Linked DNA regions of Mus musculus: region 2 is linked to region 1. A link is a contact called in public Hi-C data. All regions are on one chromosome and are shown on one strand. The core of a region is the stretch at or near the end of the contact, and the rest is flanking DNA. Distances in the headings are between cores, read along the strand shown.

Region 1 (6,765 bases), core at 2,781-5,280:
GCTTGGAGCTGCCTCATGCTCCCCGCAGTGTGGCAACCCAGCCTGGAGATGGGCCTCCTCTCCTCCTCTGCTTCCCCTGCCTTTCTGTGAGAGTCTCAGTGCTATGGTGATAGGAGGCATGGAAACACTGGAAGAGAGAAGGGGGAGGCAGGAGCTTTTATTTGGATTTCATACAGGCTCACTTTCTCATGGGAACAGGGCGTGCAGAATGGAGGGCCTTGGCAGTGACAGGCAGTACCTACTGCAAGGTTTGGTCCATGTGAGCTCTGTGTTACAGAGCACACAAGCCCAACCAAAACCAGCTTATATAATAAAGAACGTTTATGTGGCTGAGGCCATTAAAATACCCTGCAGTAGGCTGGGCTTCAGGCGAGGCTGCATCCTGGTACTCAATGCTGTTGCAGGACTTGGTGTCCTCTACCACTTAGCTTTGCCTTCTGTGCCATTGGCATATGCTTGGAAGCCACTCTGCTCCTCTATGGCCTACAGTTCTAGAGCCTTTTTCCTCTGTGGTCACAAATAGCTGCAATGGTTCTAAGTGTCACAACTTTGTTCCCAGGAATAAGAGAGGAAGCAGGGTCTCTTGGGTTGTTTTGGCCTCTGAGTGGGTTCCATGCCCATCTCTCAAGTCAATCACTCTGATGTGAAGGCAGCAAGTGGGAGATACGTCTGAATCATCTTAGCCCAGTCTTGAAGGTTAGGGATGGATGCCAGGCTGCAGACACAAGCCTGTCTTGTGGTTGGTTCGTGTTTTAGTTTCATTCATTCCTCCCCAGGAAGCCTCTGAGGTTTCAAATGATTATTCTTAGTCAAAATGTACCAGTGTTAATTTTTTATCTTAAGTTCATCTGGGAATCTCTGTTCTAAGTGTCCCATGTCTGTGGCTAGAGAGGTGGCAGCGTTAGTAAGGAAGGGCCTGCCATGCAAGCACGGGCACCTGAGTCTGGATCCTTACAGTCATCTTTAAAAAGTCAGTCATGTCACTGCACATGTGCAATCCTAGAGCTGAGGGGGTATGAAGGGGCAGACAGTGGAGGATCCTGGGGCTCGTAGACCAGCCAGTCAGTGAACAATGTGTTTAGTGAGAAACTGTGAATCAAAACAGAAGAGATAAGAAAGAAACCCAATGTTGACCTCTGCCTTCTGAACACACATACATGTGCACATACATATATGCTTCACACATGTGCTACAAACACACACATGCACATATGCATGTGATGCACATATACATGCATATAAACATACACATGTGCTGAACACACATACACATGTGCTGCATCCACATATGAACATACACATGTGCTGCACACAAATACACATGTGCTGCATACACTTAGAAATATATACATGTGCTTCACACACATCACATACAAATGTGCTGCACATACCCACATGCACATACACAGGTGCTGCACACAAATATACATGTGCTGCACACACATAGAAATATACACATATGCTGCATATACATATGAACATACACATGTGCTGCACATACATACACATGTGCTGCATACACACACACACACACACACGCACACACACACACAGAGATACCACATACACAAAAAATGAGATCCTCAAATCTGTGTTCTAAAAGTTTCATCCAGTCTATAAAATCTCTCCTGAAAAGACAGGTTAGAATTTCACATTCATACTCCATTCTTGGAAATCAAGCTCCATCCCTAGCCTGTCAGGCACTTAGTCCCTCACATAGGTTTAGTCTCAGAGCTTCTCCATGCAAGTCACAGGGCTTCTTCAAACAAGGCAATCACCCCCTGCCCTTTGTGCCTCAGATCATCCCACTTGCTACTCCCATTCAGAAGGTTCTCTTCTCACATCCGTTCATGTTCACCACTTCAGGGTGAAAACTGACAAAAGCAACGACCCCTAAGTCTTGGGTAAGACTAGCATGTATGGCAGTATCATGTTCTATGATAGGTTGAACATCTTTTTTAATTCATCAGCTTTAGGAAGCAAGATTAAACTCAACGTAGGCAACACATCGTTTCTGAACTCTGACTCTAGGACTGGCACATTTTAAGTATTTAATGTCTATTTGTTGACTAATGAATGAATAGTCATACCTGAATTGCCTTCTAAAAGTGTTCGGCATAGGACAATTTCTCTGTTTCTCATAGTTTTAAATTGCTGCATGCTAAAATGATGGGCACAGCGGCTGAGCGCTTGCTGCTTGCTTTCCCCGAGGACTAGAGTTCAGTCCTAGTACTTATGACTACTTATCCTCTGCAGCTCCAGTTTCAGCAGCCTCCAAGGACACCGACACAGTCATGCTCATGCACACATATACACTTAAAGCTTTAAAGTTAAGTTTTTCAGACTTTTTTAAAGTCTGAAAGTGGCAGTCACGCTGAATCAGAATAAGAAAACGTCCAGAAAGTCAACAGAAAGAATGGTTCACTCTGCACATTGCAGATCCATAAGTGAAGGTCAAAGTCTCAATGTGAAAAACACCCAGGTGGAGGCCCTGTTGTCTCTATGGCTACAAACTCAGCCAGAGACGTACTAGTCTGTGGCTGTCCTCAGGGCGACTGGGTAACACACCAGCTGTCACAGCTACCACTCTCTGTCCCCAGTAAATGAGTCAGCACCTGGGCTACTCCAGGGGACATAGCTGTTGTTCATTCTTTGGTCAGTCAACCATGCCCCATCTCTCAGTCAGGCTCTCCCATATAAATTCCCCATCATTTGTAATATCTTTATTTTTATGTGATTATTGGGTTATAACATCCACCTTCCTCACTGGACTCCAGACTTTTCAAGAGCAAGGACTGATTCTGCTACACTGAATTACCCGGGTCAATGTTCTACTGCTGTGAAGAGAAACCATGGCCATGGATGGCAGCTCTTATAGAAGAAAGCACTTAGCTGGCCTTGTTTACAGTTTCAGAGGTTTAGTCCTCCATTACCATAGAGAGGAGCATGGTGTCACACATGTCACCAACCCCATCATGGTAAACATGGGTACCGTGAACCTGAATTCATGTCCTCATGTTTTTGTGGCAAGCTCTTTACAGTCAGCCATTGCTCCGACCACCGTTGTGAGCATTTTTTGAATGAAAGACTGGATGTGACTGGAGCCCAGAGGCACCCATCCTAACTCATCTGCAAGAGACGAAGGACATTTACATTTTTCACTTAAAAACCAGCTTGTGTCACATCATCAGCTCTGGCACAGAGGAGAGGGTCAGCAGATAAGGAGAATAAACAAATGAAGTAACACTGTTCCTTCCCAGAGAGAAGGCGGTTAAGTTCACAGAGAGGGAGAATGACGGGAAGATCCGACGTGTCAGTGAACCCAGTCAAGTCCAAAGGTTCCATTCAGACCAAGCAGGTCTGGTTCTAGGGCCACTGAGCCACATGCCAGCAAACAGAGGCAGCTTCTAGCACAAACTGAACTAGTTTGCAGGGGACAATGCTTCTTTGGACTTTGGTGCAGAAAGTTCTGGGTCAGATACTTCAAGTTTAAGTGGGTCATGGCTTTATCAATACGCCAAAACAAAAAAACAAAACAAAACCATCCAGGGTTGTGGTTGTGTCTGCAAGATAACTGGGTCTTTGCTGCCAGTTTGGGAGGATGCTAAGAAGATTCGGATGTTTCTTCCTCGTCACCATATCCTCCTTCCTAGGTGTCCTGGCGGGGTTTCTCTGCACCTTACATTTCACCAAGACACTTGGTTTTTGTTGTTGTTGTTATTTGTTTTGTTTGTTTTGTTTTGTCAATCCCTGTGGGTGACAAGGAGATCACAGCCAATCTTTAAGCACCACTTGGAAACTAAATAACCCCAGCCCTCCTGAAACACACTGAGCACTAATCAGAAATCTGGGTGTGCAAATGTGTTTGGGTCTCAAGCCTCCCCAGCTAACAGAAGGGGCTGACCTCTGACCTACAGAATTCCTCCCCAAACCAGAGTAAAGGGGGAGGGGTTTCCCGAGTCCTAGGCTCTGGCCGGTTCCCAGAATGAGCTCATTGCTTATTCTTAGAGACCGAACTCTCATTAAACAAACAGCAACTATAAATAGAGTGGGGATCCGCTTGGTGTCACCAAAAGGTCCTCTCCGTGGGACAGACTCACTAAAAGGACGTGAGTCCTTTCTTAGGCTACCTGAGTGATACTAAGTGGGGAAGGGTTGCATTTTTTCTTTTCAAGTGTGATCCAGAGGTGAGCTAGACCCTGGGGTTTAACCTGGTTCCTTTGCCCACGATTCCCTCCTCCCCCGTGCACACACTGGCAGTCATAAGACAGCGAGAAGCTCAGCAGAGAAGGGAGATGCCACTCCTCCATCAACACTCCAGCAGGGCAGCTTCGGCAATTCCCTCTGGGAGTGGATCATGGTTCAGGCTGTTTGACAGTGTTCTGGCCTTTTAGATGATGAGATTGCTGAGTCTGAAAGGGAGCATTTCCTCCTGGCTCCCTTCCTGTTACCGAGCTCAGGAAGACATGGATGCCCGTGGCAGACTCTGGGCTAGGAAGTGAAAAGACCAGCGTAAGCCTGGTATTTATGAAAAGAAATAATATGGGGCTCATCTTCTAGTCCTCTTGTGGCTTTGGATCTAGCCACCCTGAGGCCTGCCTGATTGAGAGACAACCTAAGTAGGAGCAACTTGTTCTAACTGGACAGTCATCAGGCCATAGGGTAACAATACCCAATGCTTAAATAACAAGAGCTGTCCTTGATATAGCCTACAGACAAGGACTTTCATATATTACTAAGAGCTGTGTAAAAATCAATTTTGATTTTTCCCCTAACCCCCATGGGCTAGGGCCTATTGCTACCCCTAGAGGAAATGAAGGCATGAAGAAGTAACATACTTTGCACAGGGTAACACAGCCAGGGAAGATATAAACAACATCTACTCCTCCTACAAAGGTTGCAATGACAAGCTGAGGCACAATTCCACAAAAGTTCACTTCCTTACAGAGTAACAGGGAAGAGATTATGGGCAGGAGTGTGGCAGTGCTTAGAGCAGCCACACTGGAGGGTCTGCACACAGCAGGCATTATGACTCTCTAGTAGCCACACAGATGCAGGCCCTTCCCAGTCCTCAGTCTACATTCTCAAGCACCTCCTCCATGAGGTATCCTGAAATTAGGGCAGAATTGTATACAATTGGCTGGGAGAAGTGGCTGAAAGAGTGGTGGTCCTGTGACCCTCCTTGCCCTTCCTTCACAGAGACCACCAACACTCAACAAGCCCAAATGTGAAGATCTTTTGCTAGAGGGCTGAGTTTAACTGGCAAAACTGGTAACAGTTTGACTTGGAGGATAGACATGGACAACACAAGGCCATGTTATCTGAAAGGACTAGAGTGAAGACACTCCGAGCATCCCTCTCAGTCTGAACTGGAAGGAAGTGTCTCATTTACCCTGCTGCCCCAGGTAGAGCCTGCCTGGCTGAGAATGCCAAGCTGGGGAGCCTCTCAAGGCCTCACAGGCTGCAGGCTGCTCTGCTTTGGTGCCACACTGGTGGCGGGAAGGGGAGGGTTGGTTTTCCTTTACTGTTTAGGGCAGCTCAAGGTGGCAGCTTCACTAACTCACAGTAGAATATCCCCTACTTGTCATGAAAGATGGCAAAGCCCAACAAACAATACTTCCCTGCCTGTCCAGAGGGCTCAGCCAGCCTCCCTCCCTCCCAGCACTGCATTTACAGTGCTACATCCTCCTTTGGGGACAGAAGAGCTGGGTGACTATTGTCAGCATGTATCTGAGGCTTTGCTGGGTCCACGGGCCTGCTTTATGTTCATCAGTGGTATGATGCCATCTCCTTAAAAACTTCACTAAGTAAACAGGAGCATTGTCTCTATCAGGAAATTAGAGACATGGAGATTTAAAGCCATAAAAGTTGCAAAGGGCTTTCCAGCTGTGAAGGTAAGGTAATTGTCAGTTTGACAATTCCTTTGGGAATGCCTGCTGTAATGGGAAGAGTTGCCCACTGTGGGCAGCACCATTCCCTGGGTTGTAACCTTGGACTCTATAAATACAAACAGGGATCTGAGTGGCAGCTTGACTTTTCCCCTTTGCACCCCAACTGTGGATGTAATGAGAGCAGCTGCTTCCAGTTCCTGCTGGTCTGCCTCCCCACCGTGACGGACTGCATCCTTGAACTGTTAAGTAAAATTGTCTTCCTTAAGTTGCTTTTGTTGGGATAGTCTATCACACCAATAGAAAAGTAACTAAGACATGAGATAAGGGTGTTGGTTTTCACAGCCAGTACTTGGGAAATCGTCTTGTCACTCAAATCCTTCTGGTCTTACAGACCCCTAGTCCTTAAACAGGATATATATACTGGTGAGATGGCTCAGCGGTTAAGAGCACTGCCTGCTCTACCTAAGATCCTGAGTTCAAATCCCAGCAACCACATGGTGACTCACAACCATCCGTAATGAGATCTGACGCCCTCTTCTGGTGTGTTTGAAGACAGCTACAGTGTACTTACATATAATAATAAATAAATCTTTGGGCCGGAGCAAGTGGGACCTGAGCAGAGGTCCTGAGTTCAATTCCCAGCAACTACATAGTGACCCAAATGTCTATCAATTTGTGAATGGTTACACAAAATGTGGTACATCTATACAATGGAATATTACTCAACAATAAAAAGAATTAAAATACTGATACATTCTACTCTATGAATGAGCCTCAAAAACACTCTACCAAGTGAACGAACCCACATAGACACAAAATATTGCATAATTAAATCTCTATGAAATATCCCATAATGACAAATATGTAAAGAGAG
Region 2 (6,752 bases), core at 781-3,280, 220 kb before region 1:
GGGCTCTAGGGCTCAAGCTCAGCCTCTCAGGCTTGTTGGCAGGCCTGATCTGCTGAGTCATCTTGCTGGCCTGAAACTAACTTTAAACAACAAATTCGTCTTCAGATACACACCATTTCCAATGCACTCACTGCGGTCTGGGACTAGGTCAAGAGGCCTTTTTATAGAGCGGTCTTTGGTCATGACACATTGATGTGAGCCTATGGGAAAGATGCCCACATTTGTCCAGAACATGTGCGAGAGGTCTATCAAGTGTCGCTCACGTCACTGGTGTCACATGTACCTACAGGATGCTCAAGCCAGGGGACTAGGGCAAGGAATGCTGTGAGGGAGTTGGCTGTGAAGCCACTGGCTGGAGGCCCCTTGCCTTCTTAAGAAATGGGACTGAAGGCTGGATGGGATGGGCACATGAACAACTGAGATGACCTCCTCTGTATCCACTGTGTTTGGAGATTGTCTTTCCTGTGGCAAGCTTCAAAATAACTTAAAAAGCAATAGAAGGGACTTGAGGGCTAGAATGTTGTCTTTACTCACAACTTTTCTACAGGAGGAAACACACTAATAGTAATTATGGGCTTTGAGAAACCCACTGATACTTGATACTACTTTAAGTGGACACTCAAAGCTGTAGAGAAAGGACTAAAGCTCTCCACCCAAACCTAGAGCTGGCATTGCCACGGGGAGCACGCCTTCCCAGGTCCTCAGTTGCAGCAGAGCCAACCTCAGGAGGCCTGGTCAGATGACAGGATCCAGCTACCCTAGTGTTGGTGCCTCCCAATACTGACCTACCAGATTCTAAACAAGAGGATTACCTGAGCTCAGTGGGCCCTGCCCACCAGAATGCCAAGCTTCAGTTGAGAGAGCGCTGTTTGCCAGAGGTTAAAGCCAGGAAAAGGGACCATTTTGATCACTGGGGTAAAACCTCCTCAGAAATGATTAAGGTTCTCTCTAGATGATGGGTCAGGATACTGCCTGGATGTGCTGTGGAAGAGACATGTGGATTGATGTAGGAAGCCCACCTGGCTCAGGTTAAAGGGGATGGGAAGGGGATAGGATAAGGGCTGTCACTGAATAAAAATTCCATACTCTGGTCAGTTATTTACAATTTGTCAATAACTAAATCACTAGATCAAGAGTTGTGGAAAATCTGTGGCAGTTGGCATCTTAAACAATTCTTAAATCACTTGATAAACATAACTTTTCTGTTACGGATCAAGGGGAAAAAGAGGAATAAAACCTCCAGTTTTTAGGTTTAGACTTGAGAGCAGGCAGTTACAAGCCTATGCAATGAGAACCAGGGAGCTGGTGACAGGGGGTTGGTCTAACCTGTGCTCAAGGCCCACACCTTCCATTAACTCATTAGGTTGAGAAGGAATTTCATGCTGAAGCCTTTTTTTGGTTCTTTGAGATGGGCATGGTCACCTGAGAGAGTCTGTCGGCAAGTCTTCAAAGATGGAGACACTGTGTGGCTCAGTACTCTAGAGATATCTGACTTATTACAAGTAGGACCAGTCGACGCCATCTTTTTACTCTACCAAAGACTGTAGAGGTCACAAGGTCAAAGCACATTCCAATGTCTAACATCACAGGAGAATCAACCTCATTCACCCAAGGCCACTGGGGAAGCTGCAGCACTATCAATGTATCTGGACTCAATACACTGGGCTCTTGTGTGACAGTATCTTGTAGACATGTGTTGATGGTAAAAGGTTGTTCATCATTTTGATTCCCAAATTCACAAAATGACCTATGACATCACACAATCACGCAGATTTCAAAGTGGGACTCAAAGCCTCTGGCTGGAAGCTGCTGCTGGCTGCCCAGAGTGCTCAGGTGCCTCTGACCTTGCTATTGATCTGCCGTAGGCCACTCTAAGGAGCACATGTGCAGTGGCTCTTCCCCTCCCTCCCTTGTGGGTGGCCTGGTGTTTCAAGTTGAGCTGCTTGCCTCTTATTAGGGCCACGAGGTGACCACAGAGGATAAAAGGTGGCTGATGACCAGAGCCTAGTGCCATTTCCTGACCTTTGGCTTTAGCTAAGGCATTTCACAAGGGCTCTGCATACAACTGTCTCTGTGGAGTCTCTCACACTTGGCTTCCAGGCTGTGGCCTTCCTTTTTGTCTGTGACAATGTATTTTGACTTCGACAGTGCAGCTATGGCTCCAGCTATAAACACTGGCCTCTCAGGTTTGTTTCCATGTTTCCAAATCTCACGAGCTCTGAAACAAGAGACCTGTGACCTTAGTCCCATGGCAGCGGCAGGTCCTGTGGGTCCAGAAAATCAGCAGAGAACATGCTTGGCGCAGTGGTACTCAGTGGAGTGAGCCCGGAGGATGTGGTGGGCATGGTAATGTCTAGCCACTCCATGTTGTCCAGGTTGGAGTCTGACAGGTCAAGAGATAGACAGGGGGTCCCTGACACCAACTGGGCCTCAGAGGTCTCCATGGGAGAGTGAGACTGGTACAGCATGCTGGAATGACTCAGCAAGTCGTTCTGCAGATCCTCGATCAGAGAGAAAGACTCTCTATCTTCACTGCTGTTCTGCAGTGGGCCAGTGTCAGTGGCCGAGGGCAAAGTGCCATCCAAGAAGGCTTCTAGCTGGTTCTCTAAGCTGGCAGATAAACTGTTCACAGGTTCTAAGGATACAGGTGGTGCTATTTGGACCTGGGGCGGTGGTCGAGAGACCACGGTATTGACTGGCATTGTGGTGATGCTGGCTGTCACTGGTTTCATCTTGGAAATTGGAGAAGGCTCTTCTTTTATTGGGAAGGAAATCTCTGTGCAGAAGAATTGATGGTGTTAGTAAGTATTTGCTGCCATTGAACTATATTAGTGACTATTCTGTCATCCTCTCTTACATCTTAGAGGCAGAGAGAGCATGCTCTAATTCTTTTTAAATTTAATTTTAAAAAGTCATTATAGTTGGATGGTATTTCAGTTTGTCAATACAGTCTAGAAAGTTACAAAACAGACACAGTACACCTTATCAATAACGCAAGGCTGAAGTCACCTCCTTTGCCCTCCTTCCTAAAGGTGAGGCAGGTCAGCCACTGCTCTCAATTCTTGTTCTGAGTTATCTGAACTTTGGACAATTAGGTAAACAGCTTAATAAGTACCAATTAGTTATTTAATTTATTCTTAAACATTAATTTGTACTTATGTATACAAGTGTGTGAACGTGCTCCTGTGTGTAGGAACCCATGGAGGCCAGCAGAGGGTGTCTGATCCCGAGCTAGCATTACAGGTATTTGTGAATCCAAAATGGGTGGTAAGAACCAAATTCTAGCCCTCAGCAAGAGCAGAACGTGTTCTTATGTGTTGAATCATCTTCCCAGTCCCAGTCTATTTAATTTTTTGTGGCTCTCTGTGTGTAAGGCAGAGATAAATGCAAACGTCTTCTTCAGAGCTAACTAGCCCTACGGTTTGGGATGGGGTCATCTCCCCAATGGCTGGGCAGCAAGCCCCAAGGATCCACTTGTCCTCCCCTCCCCAACACTAGGATTATAGGCATTGTTATTGTGTTCTGGGGGGAACCAAGTTCAGGTCCTCAGGCTTGCATGGCACACTGAGAGAGTCATCTCCCTACGTGATCATATTGACTCCTTAATAGGGCAACCAGCAAACCAACAGACCTTCTGTTATGGACAGACTAGTGCTCACATAGATGAATTTTAATAACTTCCTCCACTGTTGTTTTGAGATGACTTCTTGTTTTGTGTAGACTTGGCTGATTTAGAACTCAGTATGTGGACCAGGCTGCTTGGAACTTGGAGAGCTCTGCCTATCTCTGCCTCTCGAGTCCTGGGATTAAATGTGTGTGCCATCATGTTAGATTCTTTCTCATCTTTCTGAGAATACAGTAGGTGAAAGAATTAATGAACCATAAACTTAAAAGCTTATTGTATCTGGGTATTTTGTCTGCATGTGTGTCTGTGTGCTATGTGTGTGCAGTACTCATGGAGGCCACAGGAGGGCGTTGGAGTCCTCCTAGGACTGGAGTTACAAACAGTTGTGATTCACCATGTGGTGCTGGGAATTGAACCTGAATCACTGGAAAAAAACCTTATCTTTATCAGACTGAGCAAAAACTGCATGCCTGATTTTTAAATACACATTTATTTTTTAACTCCCAAGTTTTCAGTTTAACATATTCTGAAAGACCAATGTAGTTCTCAGCAGACTTTCACTTATTCATGTGGCCCACATGCAGATGGCAATGTCCTTCACTATGCCATGGACTCTGCTCAGGGCATCAGCGTCTATCAGATGTGTTCAATACAGATGGAGAAATAGTAATTACTACTTCAAACTCCTGACTTCTTTCACCGTACGACTTTGTACATGCACACATACGTGTACGCATGTGCACATAGGTGTGTATGTGATATGCCAGGATGGTAGTTCACATTTGTATTGCAGTGCTCTGCCACTGGGCTGCAACTATCCCAGGAAGTTTCTGAAAAACTGATCCTTGCTTACTTGTAAAGGCAGGTGAGCTGAGGCACGTGCTAACGTCTGGTTTAAAGGCAACATACTGTAAATGATGGCTTACTTTATTTATTTATTTTTTTTTTTGTTTTTTTGAGACAGGGTTTCTCTGTATAGCCCTGGCTGTCCTGGAACTTGCTCTGTAGACCAGGCTGGCCTAGAACTCAGAAATCCGCCTGCCTCTGCCTCCTGAGTGCTGGGATTAAAGGCGTGTGCCACCACGCCCAGCTGGCTTACTTTATTTTTAACTACAGTTTATTACTTATGAATGTGCATGCTACCACAGCATGTATGTGGAGGTCAGAGAACAACTTGTGGGGGTTAGTTCTCTTTCATGGTGTGGATTCTGGGTATCAAACTCAGGTCACTAAGCTTGGCAACAAGCACCTTTACCCACTGAGTAATATCTGTAGCCCTGATGTATGACGTACTCTGAATTTTAATAGAACAACCACCAGAGGGAGCTCAGGCTAAGTTATTGGAAAGTTCTCACTCCATAGAGCATGCTTTGCTGGCCCAGCTCTAATGTGTGAGACATCTTTCCTTTTTTCCAAGTGACAGCTATGGGGATCTAACATCATGCCATCCTTCAGTGTGGAGCCAAAGGGCTTTCTTTCCTCTGTTATGTGGTTTGATGGCCTAGCTTGAGCAGGTTTGTTAGAACTGGATGTTTCTCAGTTTCCAAGACAACATCCAGCTTTAGAGGAAGGCTGTCCTAGGCCTGTGGTATGACACTGCTTCCCTTGGGCTTGTGTCCAGCCTTTGACCCACCTCCACTCTTTATGAGGATGTCGAAGAGGTCGTCCATCTGCTGACTGTGCACACTGGAAACCTGCAGCCAAGGAGGACAGAGTTAGCGGCCTGCACCAGGGGCACTTCACCAAGGGGTCCACTGAGCCTTGGTTTTACTCTAACATTTGATAGTCTAGAAAACAGCCAAGTTGCTTGGGAAATGAAGATATTTAAGCCAAACCACCAGAGCATGATAGGTCAACTAAGAATCAAGGAAGAAGCCAGCGCTGTGACTTGCATGTGTGCTCTGCTTTTCCTGAATGGCACTTTGGGAGGTGTCTAATACTTTATTCAAAGAGGGTCTGAGTCAATCTGCATTCAGCAAGAATTGCTATAGCTCAGATGAGCACACTGTGCACATGGTTTTACCGTTGAGGTTGATTTGGCATGTAAGTTACACTTACCGTATGTGGTAGTTTGAATGAAAATGATCTTCACTGGCTCACAGGGAGTGGCATTATTTAAAAAAACTAAGACCCGTGGCTTTGTTGGAGTAGGTGTGTTACTAAGGGCGAGTTTTAGGATTTTATAAGCTCAAGCCAGGCTCAGAGGCTCATTCTTTCTCTACTGCCTGGTGAACCAGAGGCAGAGCTCTTGGCTACTTCTCCAGTACCATGTCTGCCTTTGCTGCCTTGCTTCTGGCCATGATGATAATAGACTGAACCTCTGAACTATAAGCCAGCTCCAATTAAATGCTTTTCTTTATAAGAGTTGCCATGGTCATGGTATTATCTATTCACAGCAATAGAATCCTAACCAAGACAGCACAGATCATGGAGTTTAATGATCTAATATGTATGTGTCTATGAACCCATCAACAAGATTATCATTTGTCAACTGGGAAGCCCCTCATCTCCAGGACCCGCTGTCCTTCAGAACACATGAATTCCTGTCAGTGCCTCAGACATGTTCTTCTTGAGGTTAAGGTATGGGAGCATTGTCTTACGCAGCGACATTATTCCGAGCTGGATCCATGGTGTAGTATATAGCTTAGGGATAGTTTACTGCTTTTATTGCTGGTCAGTAATCCATGTTTGGGAATGTCTGCTTGCTTGGTCACTGACTTAATTGGTGGGCTTCCCACTTTTGGACTGTTAACAAAGCTGCTATAGAAATCTGTGCACAGCTCTACACTACTATGCCCTGTGCCTTTCTCACGGTAAGTTACCTAAGAGTAAATCTAATGGGTCTCAGAGTGGATGTACACTTAACATCTTGGAAAATGGCGAAACTGTTTCCCAACATTATCCCATGTTCTCCCAAAGCAGGTGTTCTGCATCCCCGCTGCACCGCCTGAGGGGAGTTGTGGGATGGAGATGTGGTTCTACTGCAGTTCCTGGGTGACTAGTGACTGCAGAGGGTCTGTACACTATTCACTAGCTATTTACCATCCTTGGTAAAACATGTTTAAGTCTTTTTCCATGAGCACATCTAGTAAGTTTCTTGTTTCAATAGTGTGTTTTCCCCAATCTT

The links. A called contact is a pair of places that touch in the nucleus more often than the background predicts.
Region 2: a Hi-C map of liver shows a contact between it and region 1, with 2.4 times the contacts expected there. The contact joins two enhancer-like sites. A contact is called at or near these places in 3 of 39 promoter capture datasets (the C10 cell line, cranial neural crest and liver), 2 of 484 Hi-C or Micro-C datasets (embryonic stem cells and liver), 4 of 115 datasets of contacts at active chromatin or transcription factors (embryonic stem cells, large pre-B cells and pancreatic cancer cells) and 1 of 9 other capture datasets (embryonic stem cells).

Annotation. Positions count from the first base shown.
Region 1 is chr16:13,187,171-13,193,935 of GRCm38.p6, reverse strand. No RefSeq gene overlaps it. Among named protein-coding and RNA genes, the nearest start is that of Gm32596, 31 kb to the right of the region's middle. Within about 2 kb of position 4,030, at least 45 of the 459 cell types and tissues checked have an H3K27ac peak or open chromatin away from gene starts, as enhancers often do. A contact at or near this core is called in liver, where this site is marked.
Region 2 is chr16:13,408,184-13,414,935 of GRCm38.p6, reverse strand. It overlaps Mrtfb (myocardin related transcription factor B), which reads right to left. Exons shown (of 17, transcript NM_001122667.2): 16 at 5,259-5,319; 17 at 1-2,776. The coding sequence ends at 2,241. The region is part of intron 1 of Gm15738 (a long non-coding RNA gene); the gene reads left to right. Among named protein-coding and RNA genes, the nearest start is that of Gm15738, 11 kb to the left of the region's middle. Within about 2 kb of position 2,030, at least 4 of the 459 cell types and tissues checked have an H3K27ac peak or open chromatin away from gene starts, as enhancers often do. A contact at or near this core is called in liver, where this site is marked.